Linked DNA regions of Oryctolagus cuniculus: region 2 is linked to region 1. A link is a contact called in public Hi-C data. All regions are on one chromosome and are shown on one strand. The core of a region is the stretch at or near the end of the contact, and the rest is flanking DNA. Distances in the headings are between cores, read along the strand shown.

Region 1 (3,472 bases), core at 298-2,797:
CTGTCAACAGGCCCCAGGCGAGCTACAAGGCTTACAAAGTAAAAGCAGGATAATCGCTCTCGCTCACCTACTCCCTGGCTGCAGGGGAGTAACTCCCACGGCTGCTACTGCCCCTGGACTGCGATGTAGCAACAGGGAGTCAGACCGTGGAGGGAGCCAATGGGACACATAGAAAAACATGAGCTGAGATGGTCTCGGGCGTCCGAACACGGATGGAGCCCCTTGGGGGAAAGGACAGCTTTGCAGCTGCTCCTGGAAAGATTCAGATTCCAGGCTCGGAGGACGGCTCAGGGCGAGCACGTGGGGTGGACGGAGCGGTTGCAACACCCACGGGCATCCCTGCCGGTGCCGAGTCTGACTCGGCTGTCACCGGAAGCAGCGGCTCAGGCTGACCGTCATATATTGACTCTGGAGGAGCCGGCGTCTGCAGCCCAGGCTGAGTCTCCCGGGCCTTGAGTGAGAACTGCCGGGAAGCCACCTTGGGCGGGAAAGTTCTTGGCCACTGGATCTGCAGGATTCCTTCCTGGGGTTTTGCAAATGCACACAGATGCGCCCCAGCATGTATGCACGCAGGTACACACACACACACACACACACACTTTGGTCACCTGTCAGCTGCCGGAGACCACCATATCATACCAAACCGTCCAGCAGAAGGGTCTTTGCCTGCACTGCTTTGCGCTCCAGTGTGCCGTGAACGACCCAGGAGCTCGGCGTAGGTCCCTCCCTCCCTCCCTCTCTCAGCTGCCTTCCCTGGGAGACTATGAAAAGAAAGACAATCCCAGTGAAAATCTAGACAGCCTTGCGAAGCTTCCGGCAGATGCCCGAGGAATGAAAAGACAGCCCCCTGGTGATTGAAAACTCCTTAAAGAGGCCCGCACTCCTGACGAAGTGCTTGGAGAAAAACAATGGGGGACAGACCGGCCGGCGGGAGGCTGGGGTGAGGGTGTGCGGCGAGGGCAACGTGCGAGGCGGTCAGAGAGGTTTCTCCACCCTGACTCGCTCGGAAAATCCACCTGCGTCTCCGCGTCCCACCTGGTTAATCACGAGCTGGGTGCAGGTCACCCTGCACGCCCCGCCTGGGCTCCTCACCGGCTCACCGCGGGGGGGGGGGGGGAGTGGGGCAACAGCGGACACTCCCATCCTCGGGCCCAGGCAGCCTGAGCCTGCAGGAGCCCGGTCCACCTTCGCAGTTTGCTGTCGCGCAGTCACGAGGCGGCCTCATTCCCTTCACTCGGCCGCTCTCTGCCGCACGTCCCCAGCCACCTCGCCCTCGAGAAACGTCTCAGCGTCCCACCGGACTCCACGCACACACAGAGAAAGGAACCCTCCTCCCGGGGCAGGTTTTAGCTGGGCCTGAATGGCAAAGTCAGTCCCTCTACTTCAGCATTGGCTCAGATTGCCCAAAAGACTTTGAAGAGTGAGAAGAAGAGACGGCGGCGGCGACAGAAAAGCCCAGAATCCCATCTTACCGTGCCTCTGGCTGCTGCCGGTGCGCCGGCTCCTCGGCTGCTTGGTGTGGCTTTCTCTCCTGCCCCGGGCCAGTCTCCCGAGCCAACCGCTCCCGCCTCCTTTAATTTCAAGGCAAGGGGGTGGGGTCGGCGGCCCCGGTGGGCGGGCTCCAGAGGATGCCCAGAGGACAGGGCCCCCGCAGGGAGCCAAGCAGGGGGGCGGGCTTGTGTTCAGAGGAAGGGGGGAGGAAGTTGTCCCTGGAAGCAGCTCGGCCCATCCTGGCGCGGGGCCAGCCTGATTATTCACCGTCCTGATGTCACCAAATCCGAGGAATTGGGGAGCTGCATGGACCTTACGTACCGTCTTCCCGGGTTAGGAGGCTGGGTCAGCAGCTTTATCTGTACAATGCCTGCTGGCCGCCTTGCCCTCTGGGGACCCGAGTGGGCGGGGTGGGGGTGTGTGGGGAGGAGCAGATGGGTCAGCTGCACCCAGGACAGGGTTGGAGCTCCTTGGGGTGGGGGTGGGGACAGGGCTGGCCGGCCTCACCTGCAGTGAAAAATGCACCCTTCTCCCCCACACCCGGAGGTGGTTCCAGGGACAAGCATTTCACTTCTCTGGAAAGACAAGGGCTGCACCAGTGGGCCCTCTAGGTCTCTCCTTTCTGCTTTGCTTGAGTGGGATGGAGAGAGAGAGGCTGGCGTGGGAGGAGAGGTGGGAGACCCGAATCAGGGCTCTGCGGGAGCCCCATCCCGGCCACCCAGCCACCTGTCCCTCAAGCTGCTGCAGACCAGTCCGGTGCTCCAGGATTTGACACTCAACGCCCGTGCTCCTGCCAACAGGTGTGTGGATGCTGACGGAGGTCAGGGAGTCTCGGGTTTGAATTCGGATCTTTCAGGCATTAGGGATACAGCCTCAGGGGCCTCTCTGCAGGTCACGTGAGCAGGAGAAACTGGCAGCACTGTGCTGGCCAGAGCCCCTCCTGGTCGAGGTCCAGCTGGGATGCAGCATTGGGAAAAACCAACAAGAGGTGCAGGAAAGGGCGCCTGGCGAGGGGAGGCAGCGTTCGCGGGATGGGCAGCTGGGGTGACCACAGCTCCAGGAGAGCCAGCTCCCGCGTGCTGACCTCCAAAAAGCTCATGAAAAAGCAAGAACTGTGCATGGATCTTAAACCTCTTTTTTTTTAAAAAAAATTATTTATTTGAAAGGCAGAGTTACAGAGAGGCAGAAGCAGAGAGAGAGAGAGAGAAAAAGAGGTCTTCCATCTGCTGGTTCACTCTTCAAACTGCAACAACAGAGCTGGGCCGATCGATCCAAAGCCAGGAGCCAGGAGCTTCTTCCAGGTCTCCCACGGGGGTGCAGGGGCCCAAGGACTTGGGCTATCTTCTACTGCCTTCCCAGGCCATAGCAGAGAGCTAAATCGGAAGTGGAGCAGCCGGGACTTGAACTGGCGCCCATTTGGGATGCTGGCAGTGCAGACAGCAGCTTTGCCAGCTATGCCACAGCACCAGCCCTGGATCCCAAAATCTTCTGCACCAAAACATTGTTGGGTGCCATGAACTTTCTGAAGCACCCTCTCAGACTCATATTTGCCGAGCTGGGAGAGTTGATTTTGAGGCTGGAAAATAAGGTAGCCACGGCTGAAGCCAGACGCCAGATGGCTTTTCCACATTATCCAGCTGTGGCCTTGCCAGGGGGCAGTGAGGGGTGAGTTAGCCAAGGAACCCTGGGGTGACGGACAGCAGCTGGGCTGCGCTGGGGAGGCCCTTCTCGTGGGAATGCGCATGGCTCGCGATGCTGGGGGCGAAGGGGCTTTGGATTCAGCCACGGTGGAGGAATTGGTGGTCCTTTACAAAGTGGGAAAATGCGATGAAATGTTATTTTGGGGCCAAAAAACCTTTGAGATCCATGCACGCCTGGTTTCCTATATTCGCATGAACTCCAGCTCCCGTGGAAGCTGACTTCCTCTGGCAAGAGTGGACTTCCTCTGGCAAGAGTGGACTCTGGCTTCCAGAGCCTGGGC
Region 2 (3,952 bases), core at 539-3,038, 99 kb after region 1:
TTTTCTTCACAAAGCATGATTCTTTCTTTTTTACCCCATGGTGTTTTCAGTTTTTGTTGCTACTGTGAGTGGATTTTTTTTTCCCTTTTCCGTTTCAGCTAGATGCAGTTGACAGAAAAGCTGTTGACTTCTGTGTGCTTATTTGGTTTCCAGACAACTTACACTTTCCAGTTTGTAGTCTGAGTTCCCCGGGCCTATTTAATCTCCTTTCGATGCTTGTTGGTTCTTTCCTTTGGTTGTACAGTTAGCCAGGATCTCGGTTAAAGTCGTAAGGCCTCTCTTACGGGTAAAGGCGAGGTATTCTGGGCTGGAGCCTGAGCCACACACACAGACCCCCGTGGCCCTGAGCCTTGGGCGACATCGCTCTCCTCTTCCCGGCAGAAGCTGTGGCCAGCGAATGACCTCACAGCCAGTGTTGTGCAGACGACTTCACTCCCAGCTGCGTGCTGAGCTCTTGACCCCTTCGGGGAGCTGGGCACGTAGTAAATCCACTGAACTGTCTACACGTGTTGAAGGCTCTCCTCGTGGCTTCTCCCACTTCCCACTTCTCCCTGGAAGCTGGCTCTGACCTTGTGAGACTCTAGACCCTGGGGCCACGGTGTTCTCGGCCCCAAGGGCCCTCCTCCCTGCCCACCCTGTGGAATTTAGATTTTTGCGCCTGTAGCCAAGAAGAGTTCTCTTCTCAAACTTTGTCGGTGTCAGCGTCACCTGGACTTGCCAATTCAGACTGTGGGTCCCCCAGGGTGTCTGAGGCAGTAGGATGCTGCTGGCCCACCTGCTGCTCTCGACTGTGGTTGGCCGCCTCCTGGACGCCAGGCTGAGAGCCTTTTCTTTGCATGGAAAATCCAGATTCCGGTGGCTCTGCCAGTGTAGCCTGGTCACCCCCCCCCCCTCCCCAGCTCCACTGAGAGTTTGTACACTAAGGCTGCGGCCCACTTCAGGGGCACAGGACGCTCCGATGGAGAGCGCGTTTCTGGCTTACTGAGAATTCACTCCCTCTGCGCCCTCGTAGCCTCTGCGCTTAGATACCTCCATGAGAACAGAATCATCCACCGAGATCTGAAGCCGGAGAACATTGTTCTGCAGCAAGGAGAGCAAAGAGTGAGTGGCCTCCCAGCACAGGGGAGTGGGCAGTGCTCGGGGCAGCTGCCCGTGGGAAAGGAGCAGCTCTGTACGCCTGTTTATATTTGCATTTCCTCGCCTGGTGGCTTTGCTTCTCTGGGGATCAGAATTCAGCAACAAGTCCTTGCTTGCAGATGGAGGCCAGTTTGAATGGCTCCCATTGTTAATTGCCCACGTTGCAGGAATCCGATAAGAACCTAATGTTTGTTGCCTCCACCCCCAGCCTTTGGGACCAGTGCTTCTCAGAAGCAGGCTGCGTTTGTTATGAGGGCCTCCACTTTGGTTGCTAGTGTACAAAGCGGCTACACTAGCTGCTTCCAAGCGTGGCTGGGAAGGGGCATCGAGAGCTGGGGCACCTGTTCCTCCAGCCTGGTCCAGTTCGCAGTCCCCCAGAGCTGTGAGTGAGCTGATCAACGACCACCCTGCTTAGGTGGGGTGAGGGGTAGAGGTTGGTGTGCTCAGCCGAGGGGCCGTGGTCCCTTGGCTCCTAGGACACCTGATCCCTTCAGACACATGGCCTTCCCAGGCCCAGCCTCTGACAGCCACAGGCTCCCCTTTGTTCAGCGCTCGCTCACGTTGCTGGCGATGCTAAGATGTGACAGCTGGGGAGTGTCGGGAAGGGGCTGACCCGGGCTCTGGGTCTGAGGTCTGGTGCACGGTGCGTCCATCTGACCAGCGGCCGAGCCAGGAGAACATGAGCCGTACAAGGGCGCCCTCCTGTGTGTGGTGGCTCTTAGGGATTCAGGATCTCATCCCACCTGGGAATTTAGAAATGACGTAGCTCTAAGGGCAGGCGACCAGAACCCTTGTAGAAGGACAGTGTCGCCTCCTAACCCTCAGGTTTTCCCTCCTCCCTTTCCTTTTCAGTTAATACACAAAATCATTGACCTGGGATACGCCAAGGAACTGGATCAGGGCAGCCTTTGTACCTCCTTTGTGGGGACCCTGCAGTACCTGGTAAGAAGTGGCATCTACGTTTGCCTCTCAGCTTCTCTCTGGTGGCCATGGTGGTGGGGCAGCCCCGTGCTGCCGGCTCTGTGTGGTCTCCGGTGTGAGGTCCAGCCTGTCACCAGTTCACGTCAGCCTGTTGTGCCCCCAGAGGCCCTGCGGAAGGATGTGGTCCTTGTCTCTGCTGCCGGAGGGCGTGGCTGGCTCCCTTACCCAGGCCCCATAACCTCGCCGGCCTCAGTGTTTTGTCTGAGGATAAAGAGCATGCAGTAGACGCGTGCTGGCGTGGAGACCGCGGTCTCTGTGAGGAGTCTCACGCATCGAGGAGCAGGCAGAGCTGTGCGCTCCACGCCCTCTGCATACTCCAGCCTAAATGTCGGGGTTCTGCCTGAGTCCCTCATTCCTCCGGGACACCAGCCTCGGCGGTTTGTGTAGCAGGCACTTGAAAGGCGCTCGACTGGCTGACCTCAGTCATCCTATCACTGAAGCCTGCCGACTGGGTGCCAGGCTTCTCTGTGACCCGGTTCCCAGCGTGCTGACGTGTGTGGGGCTGACTCAGGCACCTGGGTGCCCAGGACGAGTAGTTAAGTAGGGCCCGCTGAGCACTGCCCAGGCTCAGAGCTGAGGGACAGACCCCAGCGCTCTGACCCGCTGCTGAGTCACCACTCACCTGCGGGATTATTTGTAGATAATCAGATTGACCCGAACATCCCCACATTTCTTACTGGGACTCCTTGTTCTTCCTCCAGTGTCACAGTTCCCGCCAGCCTGTGCACAGGCCTGTCCCCATGCCTTTGCTATGACGGCCCTTTCCGGAACGGCCCCTCCCATCCGCTCGTGTGAAGAGCTTTCTGAGCCCAGCTTTGTGGCCCGTCCTGGTGCCCCACGCCCACCCCCCGCTCCCTCGCTTTGGCAGCAGTCCCTGCCAGAGTGTAACCACCCCGCCCTGTTGTGTGGTCAGGTGTTAACTCGGTTCAGGGTGTTTGGTGGTCATTCAGTGTGTGCGTCGTGTATCTGGTGCGGACGATGCATGTCCTGGCAAGTGCTGGTCATCGGGCACCTGCGATGCGTTGCCGGACGACTGGTGCGGATGGCGTGAGTGCTGAGTGTCTCTGGCGCCTATGAGGCGTATGCGTGCCAGCCATCTGGTGCGCTCTGTGTGTGTTGTGTGCCTGCTGTGTATGATGCGCGCGCTGGGCGTCTGGCGCTTACGACACGTGTGCCGTGTGTCTTCTGCTGCTGTTCTCCTTGCTTCCGTGTAGCCCACCCTCCCGTCTACAAACCACCTGCAGCTGTGGCCCGTCCCGAGCCGCTGCTCAGGAGTTCCCGTGTGTAAAGGGGGGAGCTGAAAGCACGGTGGGCGGGTAGGAGGTACCTTGACCCACCTCAGAATTGCCCCTGCCCTTAGCCCTTCTGTCTGCATTACTGGGAGCGAATGAGGCACGCTTGGGTGGTCACCTGCCGCCGGATAGGCCGGGGCACTGAGATGGTGGGTGATGGGAGCCCTGCCCGGCGCCGTGTCTGTCGCTGTAGGCCCCGGAACTGCTGGAGCAGCAGAAGTACACGGTGACCGTGGACTACTGGAGCTTCGGCACCTTGGCCTTCGAGTGCATCACCGGCTTCAGACCCTTCCTTCCCAACTGGCAGCCTGTGCAGTGGTGAGTGACGGCCGGCCACTTTGTGCCTTCTCCTCCCCAGGCACTTTGGGCTCGAGCCTGGAGACTTCTGCTGATGAATTTTCCTAGGATAGAGCGCTTTAAGAGAGGAGATTAAGATATGAACCTGAAAATTCTAAAACACGTTCTCTAATAAAGTCGGAGGACACAATTAAACTTTCTTGAAAGAGATTTATTTATCAGGGCTGGTGCTATTGCTCAGCGGG

Evidence for each region. Hi-C and Micro-C count contacts between places; a contact is called where the count stands out from the background.
Region 2: a Hi-C map of an unstated tissue shows a contact between it and region 1, with 2.4 times the contacts expected there. The contact joins the enhancer-like site here to the promoter of PLAT in region 1. A contact is called at or near these places in 2 of 6 Hi-C or Micro-C datasets (skin fibroblasts and an unstated tissue).

The regions. Positions count from the first base shown.
Region 1 is chr2:92,396,693-92,400,164 of mOryCun1.1, forward strand. PLAT (plasminogen activator, tissue type) reads right to left here and starts at 1,548. Exons shown (of 14, transcript NM_001082769.1): 1 at 1,473-1,548.
Region 2 is chr2:92,495,618-92,499,569 of mOryCun1.1, forward strand. IKBKB (inhibitor of nuclear factor kappa B kinase subunit beta) reads left to right here. Exons shown (of 22, transcript XM_051832412.2): 6 at 1,013-1,101; 7 at 1,990-2,079; 8 at 3,604-3,728. Among named protein-coding and RNA genes, the nearest start is that of IKBKB, 25 kb to the left of the region's middle. Within about 2 kb of position 1,789, at least 1 of the 8 cell types and tissues checked has an H3K27ac peak or open chromatin away from gene starts, as enhancers often do.